2 separate regions of the Zea mays genome follow, and region 2 is linked to region 1. A link is a contact called in public Hi-C data. All regions are on one chromosome and are shown on one strand. The core of a region is the stretch at or near the end of the contact, and the rest is flanking DNA. Distances in the headings are between cores, read along the strand shown. Region 1 holds the start of LOC100191736. Region 2 holds the start of LOC100275591.

Evidence for each region. Hi-C and Micro-C count contacts between places; a contact is called where the count stands out from the background.
Region 2: a Hi-C map of endosperm shows a contact between it and region 1, with 4 times the contacts expected there. The contact joins the promoter of LOC100275591 here to the promoter of LOC100191736 in region 1. A contact is called at or near these places in 6 of 25 Hi-C or Micro-C datasets (bundle sheath, ear, endosperm and 3 more).

Annotation. Positions count from the first base shown.
Region 1 is chr2:190,342,122-190,346,519 of Zm-B73-REFERENCE-NAM-5.0, reverse strand. It overlaps LOC100191736, which reads left to right and starts at 2,642. Exons shown (of 9, transcript NM_001155169.2): 1 at 2,642-2,997; 2 at 3,219-3,475; 3 at 3,569-3,623; 4 at 3,713-3,793; 5 at 3,884-3,980; 6 at 4,068-4,135. The coding sequence starts at 2,803. It overlaps LOC111590834 (a long non-coding RNA gene), which reads left to right. Exons shown (of 4, transcript XR_002749972.1): 2 at 150-310; 3 at 403-492; 4 at 606-1,424.
Region 2 is chr2:190,500,712-190,505,109 of Zm-B73-REFERENCE-NAM-5.0, reverse strand. It overlaps LOC100275591, which reads right to left and starts at 2,452. Exons shown (of 5, transcript NM_001365909.1): 1 at 2,194-2,452; 2 at 1,891-2,121; 3 at 1,552-1,785; 4 at 1,350-1,439; 5 at 691-1,251. The coding sequence starts at 2,400. The coding sequence ends at 1,039. LOC100282882 (nucleoporin p58/p45) reads right to left here. Exons shown (of 6, transcript NM_001155788.1): 4 at 4,008-4,398; 5 at 3,718-3,758; 6 at 3,227-3,618. The coding sequence ends at 3,586. It overlaps LOC100285181, which reads left to right. Exons shown (of 4, transcript NM_001158075.1): 2 at 154-363; 3 at 452-528; 4 at 638-913. The coding sequence ends at 782.

The sequences.
Region 1 (4,398 bases), core at 1,393-3,892:
GGAAGAAATCACAGCATCGATCCTGATTTCAGCGAGAAAACAGATGCGGCTGCAAAAACTGAGCAGCCTTTTTCAGTCTGGTCAGAGACTGCGATGTAGCCTCTTTCCCTTCGTATGGTATACTAACTACTTTTACATTATTTCTCTAGTTTTTTTCCAGGCACGTTGATGCTTGCTGCTGTCTAGTTGAAAAGAAAGAGAAATCTGGCGTCCGACACGGAGTAATGCATGCAGTAGCCGCATGCTCAGTTTGCACCGGCCGGGATCGCACCATCGACGTCACTAAAGCTGCTGGCCTGTTGATGATCTGGTATTACTTCTCATTGCTGCTTTATATTAAACCATCAAAAAGTTTGCACCAAGAATGAATCAGCTATCGTTTGTCGCATAATATAAAAAAAGTACAGGAAAAGTAGGAACGGGAGACAGAGGTAGACGAATCGATCGAGAGTTTGGATGGAGCCCATCCATGTTAGAAAAATGTGACATCAGGTTGGACTTGGACCTCATAAAAAAGAAGATTTTCTTTTGCGTCTATCCCCATTCAGGCTTTCACTCCCTTAGTCGTAACTGTTGTAACTCTATGGATTATTTTTCTTCTTCAGCTGCCAGTAGCCTTCGTCCTGAAGCTCCTTGGCGGTTGTCATTCCAACAAGAACGAACCAACAGGGAGGTGCGGGGGATGCAAGAGAAACACTATCGTCTGCACTGCACAGGTCAGGCCGCCGTAGGCTGTGGGCGAAACGAAAGCTATCCAATCTGGCAGACTGATGACTCACTGGCTGAGTGGCAGTGATCGATTCCGGGAATACCCGATGAATTATTGGTAGTAGGTGGTGGGGGAAACGTCTGCCGCCGCCTCGTTCCTGGGCAGAATGATCGCAAATTCGCAAGTCTTCCCCTCCCTCCCAAGCGCAGGAGGTATTATAGTACGCCGAGCGGGCGAGGAGCCGGGAAGCCGCCGGGAAAAGGCACGCCGACGCCGGCAGCTGCACGGCCTTTCAGAGAGAGCGGAGGCCCGCCTTTACTCTCCGTTGCCTTTACCCTCCCTCCGCTTTAGTGCGATGCGTCGTCGGACGTAGGCGCTGATGCAACGCAACTTTCATGGCGCGCGCGTGTTAGCAGACGGTTTTCCATGGAGCGCGTGTTTGATTCGAATTCGAATGAATGCAAATACCTCAGCAGTCGCAGTCGCAGTCGCATGATCAACTTTCAGCAAAGTCGTTAAACTGTGGCTAGCTCTCTCTCTCTCTCTATATATCCGCAAAACGCTTTTTTACCGTCGTCGACTGTTCAGCTAAAGGTCATCATCATCATCATATCTGGAACGCGAGCCTGCTGAATCGACGAGACACGAAGACGACGACACGCGACCTTGGCCCGCCTCCTTTCGCATGCGCTTCGCCGGTCCACGGCCCATCTCTACGCCCAGTCGCCAGGACACACGCGCGACAGGGAACGATCGCGGATCTGTACAGCCGATCGCACTAGTCTAGAACGATTTTGCCCAGCCTGGGACTGGGACTGGGAGCACCTGTCATGGAAAGGTTAGTCGGCTAGCAGTACAAGCCCACAAAGTACATTGTCACGTTTTGTCGGCTTCCATTCGTCCTGTTTCGCGTCTGTGGATCTCTCTCTATTGTTTTTTAACTCGCCTTTCTACGTACAATTTCGACTGCCTGAGCATTAGAGCATACATGCTCGTTTGACTCGGTAACAAATAATAGAACATAATGTTACGTGCTATTGTGTTACGGCCTTCATAGTTCATAACGGTTTCTGACCGAGCTCGGATTGCGTTTGCTACGGGTTACCACTTACCAGTACCTTGTAACAGAGACAGGGGCCCTAATTTGTGGAAGCCGTGGGGAACAGCCTCAAATTGCTTGTCGCTCCTAGGCTCCGTATTCAATAAATCTGCAATAGATTTGATATCCACTATAGATCTACAAAATTTGTGTAGCTGATATTCTAGCTCTAGTTATATATGCCTCCGGACATTTTAGTTAGAACTACGTAGCCCTCCGGATAGAAGTCACACGTCCATGTATGCCTCCTCAGATGACGCGAAGAAAAAAAAAACATAGAGCACGGCTACTCGGCTAGGCGTGGCGACGGCGCAGCCGGGCTTGAGGCCCCGCGCGCGATGGCCCATGGCCCTGGCGGCTGGCGCGACCGGCGGGGCTCGTGGCGGCATGTGGCCCTAGTGTAGTCAAGCCTATCCACAGACGACTAGCGTTGGGCAGGACAGGACCATTCGGGGCGACGAGCTCTACGGGATGGCGCGAAGGGATGGGATCGGCGTGCTCGTCGGCCATGGCTGGGCCGGGCGTCGGAGAGAGGCGAGGCCAGGGAGGAAAAGGGCCGGGTAAAAGAGGACGACGGAAAATAATTTAGAATGAACGGGTGGCAATTCTCTCTCCAACCATACTAAATTTGAGTTCGTCTTGCATCCTCTAATAAAGAGTTTTACCAAAATAGTAAACTGACCTTCAAATCTATCGTTTTGGTAAATTAGAATTTAACGAATCTAGAATGTTTGGTTTTTTTTAAACAAAATAAAGTTATTTTCAATGAATGTAGAGGAAAATATTATATATAGACCGCTGGCAAACAGACACTAAACTCTATGGAGGTGGAGGCCAAATCCGATAATCTACCAGTGGGCCCTGGTTGACAGCCCAACGCACGGCTCTCCTGTGCGCCTCCGATGCCGTTTCCCCGAAGCAAAGGGAGACGAAAGCTCAAAAGGTCCCCCCGCTTCCTGTGGTCCACGCACGCACGCAGGCGGCGGTGGTGCCCATGGCTTCGTGGCTGTTGCTCCCCTTCTCCTCCTTCCCGTGGCCTCCCCCGCCCCCACCAGGCTCCTCCTCCGGCCGCGGCGGCGATGGCGGCGGAGACGGCGGCGATTGGAGGCCGACCGTCGTCGCAGCCTTCGCAGGCGTGCAAGTCGGCCGCGCTCTCCGCCGCCGCTTCGCCGGCCTCCTCCGCTCACCGGTACCGTGCCTCGCCTCGCCTTCCATTTCGTTGTAACTTGGGATGCACACCATGATAGCGTCTACTTAGTCTGTTCCCAACCAAACAGGCCTCAGACCCTCAGTCTGTTGTTGACTGAGCTCTCACGCTCTTTGTTCATTGGATGGCGATTTTTGTGTGTGTGTGTGTGTGCGCGCGCGCTCGATCAAATACTTAATGTCAAGTGAACCTTTCTACTCTAGGAGGTGCGACATCTTGATGCCTTGCCGAAAATGGGTAGCTTTTGGTTTGAAGGATCAGAATCGCTTGCGACATTCCACATTCTTGGCGCGATAGGGATTGTGTTCTCTGCACCTTATGTTTGCAGCTCTGCTCTGTTCAGTGGGAACGGGTCAGGGGGTAGATACATCAGCAACGGGAAGTTGTTGTCCAGACGGCCTCGTGGAATCGATTCCAAGAAGAGGCTCTGGACTAATGTCCTTCTTGCTCTTAATGTCCTGTAAGTCGGTGGACAATTTGAGTTTATGTGATAGTAGCTCCAATCCTTTGGTACATTTGTTGTTTAACACCCTTCCTTTTGCTCTCAACGAAGGGCTTATGTCGCTCAGGTAGCATCACAAGGAAAGCTTCTCATGTGGGGAGCCAAGGTTTGTGTCTTGGTTGGAATTTCTGTTTCAGTTATGCGCTGTTGATTTTGTTAACCTAATACAGTTATGACCATCATTTGCAATGAAAGATCAACAGTCTGATTGATAGAGGGCAATTTTGGCGTTTGGCAACATCATCTCTACTTCATGCAAATCTCACCCACCTTGCAGTATGTTTTTATGTTTGAATTGGGTTTTATATTTCATAGAAAAAATATCAGCTAACTTCCTACCTGTTGGATGTTGTCATAATGATGCAGTTCAATTGTTTCTCTTTGAACTCTATTGGGCCCATGGTTGAAATGTTAAGTGGTCCTAGAAGATATCTAGCTGTTTATTTCAGTTCGGCGCTGGCAGGTGTTTGTTCTTAACCTTTTGGATTGGATGGTAGTGCCCTGATCTTAAGTTATCACTGTTATTAATCAATTCTTGGAACATAAATAGGTTCACTGATGAGCTACCGTTTTAGTGCGTCACCTGCTGTTGGTGCGTCAGGTGCCATTTTTGGATTGGTATGTCTATTTTGCCGCTACATATGATAGGACTTGTTTGTCACACTTGTGGTCATTACCCAGTGCCAGAATCATGTTAACCCTATAATATGGCATAATTCATTAGCAATGTGAAACTACAAACTTCTCCCTTTGTTCCAAATTATAGTTCACTTTAGATTTGTCATGAGTCAAACTTCTCTAACTTTTACCAGCTTTGTAGAATATACACAAACATCTATAATATAAAATTAGTTTAATTAAATTCTCCATAACTCATGTAT
Region 2 (4,398 bases), core at 1,203-3,702, 160 kb before region 1:
CTTTGACTTATTTGCGCATGGTAGTGGTAGTGGATAAATCTATTGCAATTCACTTCATAGAGAACATACTGGTAACTTTGCTGGGAGAGGAACTGGACATTGACCGGGAGTTGTCTAACATGCTTACATTTCTTTGGGGGGTCATTATTTCAGGTTACGTCCCCTTTTGGAGACATTGTTCATAAGAAAGAGAAGGTTTCGATGGGGCAATTTGCATTTACCACAGCAGAAGCAGGGAACTACCTTGCCTGCTTCTCAATTGATGGTGAGGACAGAGGGTTAGTGGTGAAGCTAAACCTTGACTGGAAAATTGGGCTGGCTAGTAGAGACTGGGATTCTGTTGCCAAAAAGGAAAAGATCGAGGTGAAGTATATTAAAAAATGAGGCGTTATACTGCCAGCTGTTGTCTTGTTTTACTCCCCTTCCATATGACATGGAGTTTTATAATCAGGGAGTTGAACTGGAGTTGCTCAAGCTCGAAGTTGCTGTCCAATCAATCCATGACAACCTGCTGCTACTAAAATCCAAGTCTGTGCATCCATTTGTTTTTTCTAGCTTCATGTTGTGATTATCCACGTACCTGGCTGATATCCAGGGTACAATAGCAATCTATTTAACGAAGTTGTTCTCGGTGCAGAGAAGCTAACATGAGGGACGTCAGTGAGCAGACGAATTCTAGGGTCACGTGGCTGAGCATGCTGTCTCTTGTTGTTTGCATTGCAGTCTCTGTTTTACAGCTGTGGCATCTACAACAGTACTTCCGAAAGATGAAGCTCATCTGACCTGATGTCTGAAATATAGTGCTCTGCAATAAGCTTATCTTCATCTTTTTTTTTTTTGCATATGAGATCTGGTAGTTCCACCGTCGAGCCTAGCAATTGTAAATAAAATGGTATAACAAACTGAAATCCCACACATGAGACTGCTGTTTTCCTTGTTCGACTTACTTTTGCAGCGTGCAAAACAGTGTTTTTTCTTTCCTTTTCTTCCATGGACAACTCAGGGATGCCTCTGCTACAACTACAAGCATGGACAACCTCATTGTGCCACTGACGCACTCGCCACAGCCACGAGGAAATCCCTGTAGTCACTCCCAGGCAAGTTTTCTTGGATGTATTCTGCGAGGCTCTTCCCGTAACTACTCTGGAACGCTGATCTGATCTCGTCTATACCGACATCATCGCTGCCCAAGATAGCCCTCGTTACCATCCTCGTATCAGTCGCTGCGGGTAGCATACTTCTGTGCAGTAACTGGAAATATCAAGGGCAGAAGAATGAATAAAAACACAGGTACAGAACAGTCTGCCTTTAATTTGATACCGATCCATGGGTTTCTGGGATTTTGTTACCTTGGAGTAGTACTTGGAAGGGTTGTAGATGCACTTGACAACGACTCTGAGGGGTCCTTCGAATTCGCCAGACCCGTTTATCTTCAGTGCCTGCATGCGTACAAATTGTTGCAAGGGTAGCCAAGAAAACAGAGTCATTGAGGCTGCATGAGGTGGATGGCATGGCACCATGTGGTGTAGCTGACGAGACGAGTCCACTTGCCTTGGTGTAGTCATGCCCATATATGTGCTTGTAGCTGCAGAAGGCCAGCCTGAGCTGCGGGATGCTCCTCTTGCTGAACATCTCGAGGATCACAGCCTCGTCGACGACGGAACCAGAACCAGCACCAGCGCCGCTGTTCTTGGTGTCGTGCAGCCTCCTCGCGTCGCATTTCGCCACGTGCTGGCTGAGGTCGTCGTGGTGCGACCTGCGGGACGCCGCGAGAGCCAGCAGCAGCTGTTGGAACGAACAACGGTGACGGTGGTTAAGTCAGGTGGTCTGACGCCATGACCGCCGCAGAGAAGAGAAGAAGCGAAAGAGAAAAGAAGGACGGGCACGTGCCCTGTGGTAAGGGTGAGACGGCTCGGTGGCCATGTCCTGGTCCAGGCTCCTCCTGAACCTGACCGCGTAGGCCTGCTTGGTGAAGAAGAGCTGGTCCTGCTTCCGGCGCGTGAACACCTCGACGAGGGCGCGGTAGCCGGCCGCGGTCACGCCGCCCTCGACCGCCTCCCGCGCCACGACCGCGTCCCGTTCCGCCGGCTCCAGCGCCCACAGGTAGAGCAGCTTGGAGAGCTGGAGGAGTGGAAGGAGGGAATTCAAGTTAAACCGCTCGCCGTGAGCCTGACTCTGGTCTGTGGGTTTTACCTCGTCCACCTGGTTGGTGTTGGGGGCCGCCAGGGTGCCGTGCAGCGTCGCGGCGAGGTCCTCGCCGAACCTGGCACGGTACGCCGCCCTGATCTGCTGCCTCTCGGCGGGGCTCCGCGGAGCCAGCAGGAGGCCCAGGCGCCGCGGCGCGCCGCACGTGCGGCGGATCTCCCTGCACGCCTCCTCAGACCCTGCAGCAGAGGCCATGGCCGCCGCCGCCGTCTGAACGAAGTGTTCGATGTAGAGACTGGCCCTGGCCGGTTGGCCCGTCCAGCACGCGCGGCCGTATAAATACTACCAGACATTGCTCGCGGTTTCTGAACAAAGGGAAAGCTATCTGATTCTGGAATGGAAATGGAAACGAGCGGCCGCAAACGCCGGGTCGTACTCGGTGATTTGAGAGACGCTGATGATATCTGGGCATCAGCCTTTTCAGCTTCTCGTTAATCTTCCTTTTTTTTTTTGTGCAGTGAAATGTACGAGCATTTCGCAGGTGTGGTCATTCACAGGCTCGTACGTCAGTGATTGCCAGTACGAGTAAACAAACGTGCGCTGCAAAGGCAGCCCACTCAAGTGTGTAAAACGGGATCCATAAAGCTGGCCCTTTTCGTGGCGGATCCACACTACATTCACCTACTTTTGCGGCTGCTGAGTGGGCGCCCGTTCCGTTCGTGGATTCCCCGTAGACGACGAGTCAAGTCCGCCTCTCTGGGTCTGGGGCTCTGGGCGGTGCCTTTGCCTTCCGTTCCCCGAAACGAGATGGATCGCCTGGAAGCCGGAACGGCGGGACAACCCAGTGGCCTTTCGTCGCCGAGCCTTTTCAGCGCCGGCTACTGTACTTTGGAACGGTGCACCTGGGAATGTGCGGATGGTTGTGCATGACTACGATTCCACGAACGACCATGCATACTCCGTGTGGAATCAAGATACACCCCCCGTCCGTCGTGTCTGTCTCCGTCGCCGCTCTCGGCTTCCATGTCGTGGGTGACAGCATGAAGTAACCTCTAAACAAAGGAATGACGATCAAATACGTGCATTAAAGAACGAGATTGTCTACCAAGGAACGAGCTGCTAACGCTCATGTTCAAAGAAGAAACTGGAATTCCAGCTGGCATGTTCTAACTCTAGATTTGTTCAGCCCTATGTTGTGACAGCACACCCTGACACCCAGGCAAGAGACTGTGAAGGGGCACAAAGATTAAAAGTTTATGACAACTAATGCGATGGTATATCTGATACAAAGGCTTAAAGGTAGTAGTCATGCAATAGGTCACTTAAAACTCCACTAGAATTGCTGGCGACAAGTAGTCACAAATTTTGCATAGGATAGAGGGAAAGGGGAGCAGTCAAGTGAACCAGGAGCATCCTCGTTTCACGTTGGTCCATTTACATCTAGCGTCGTCCCCGGGGCTTCGACCTTCCTTTCTGCAACATTCAAAATGGGTAAACATGGTGTAAGGCGAAAAGGCGAGTTTGGCAACACGAAGGCAGAACCAACTAAAAGCGTGTGTCAGTTTTACTCACGGATGCACCACCAAAGCTGGAACCTGAAGCTGTAGCTCCACCTGAAAAGAAAAATACATAGATGTGTCATGATCTACAGTTTGTCCTAATGTTGAATAGTCATTTAGAATGAAAGCACTGAACTCAGGATAAACAAGCAACACGCAGGAAAGAAAAACAGTGTTAATACGGTCAATCTATATCAATCAGTAAGTACGTGCAGTTCCAAGTTAGTAGTTGCTTTAAGTAGCATGCAAATTACTAACATGCAGCTTACAGCATGTAATGTTGATTGAGCAAGCATGCGTTACCTCCAAACGGTGTAGAAAATAGAGATGTCCCACCCAAATTAGATGTAGCGCTAGTCCCAAATCCAGGAGCTGGCGTCGATGCTAACGTAGGAGTGGAAGGTGTCCCAAATGGTGTGGTCAACTGAGCCGATCCTGGCGCACCAAAAAGGTTGCCCGATGGAGCTGGAGTTGTTGGAGTTGCAAACAGACTAGACGAGGATGGAGCGGAAGCCGGAGTGCTAAAGGTTGAGAAGGCGCTTGAGGAAGTCGCAGCGGACGGAAAGGAAGGTTGCTGCGGTTGGCTTGTAGCTGGTGCAGCGATCTGTGCCGTGGGCTGCGCAGGGGTAGGCAGATGCAGTGTTGGATGGACCCTTCTGGCAGCTGCTTCTTGTTTAGCTGCTTCTCGTCTGTT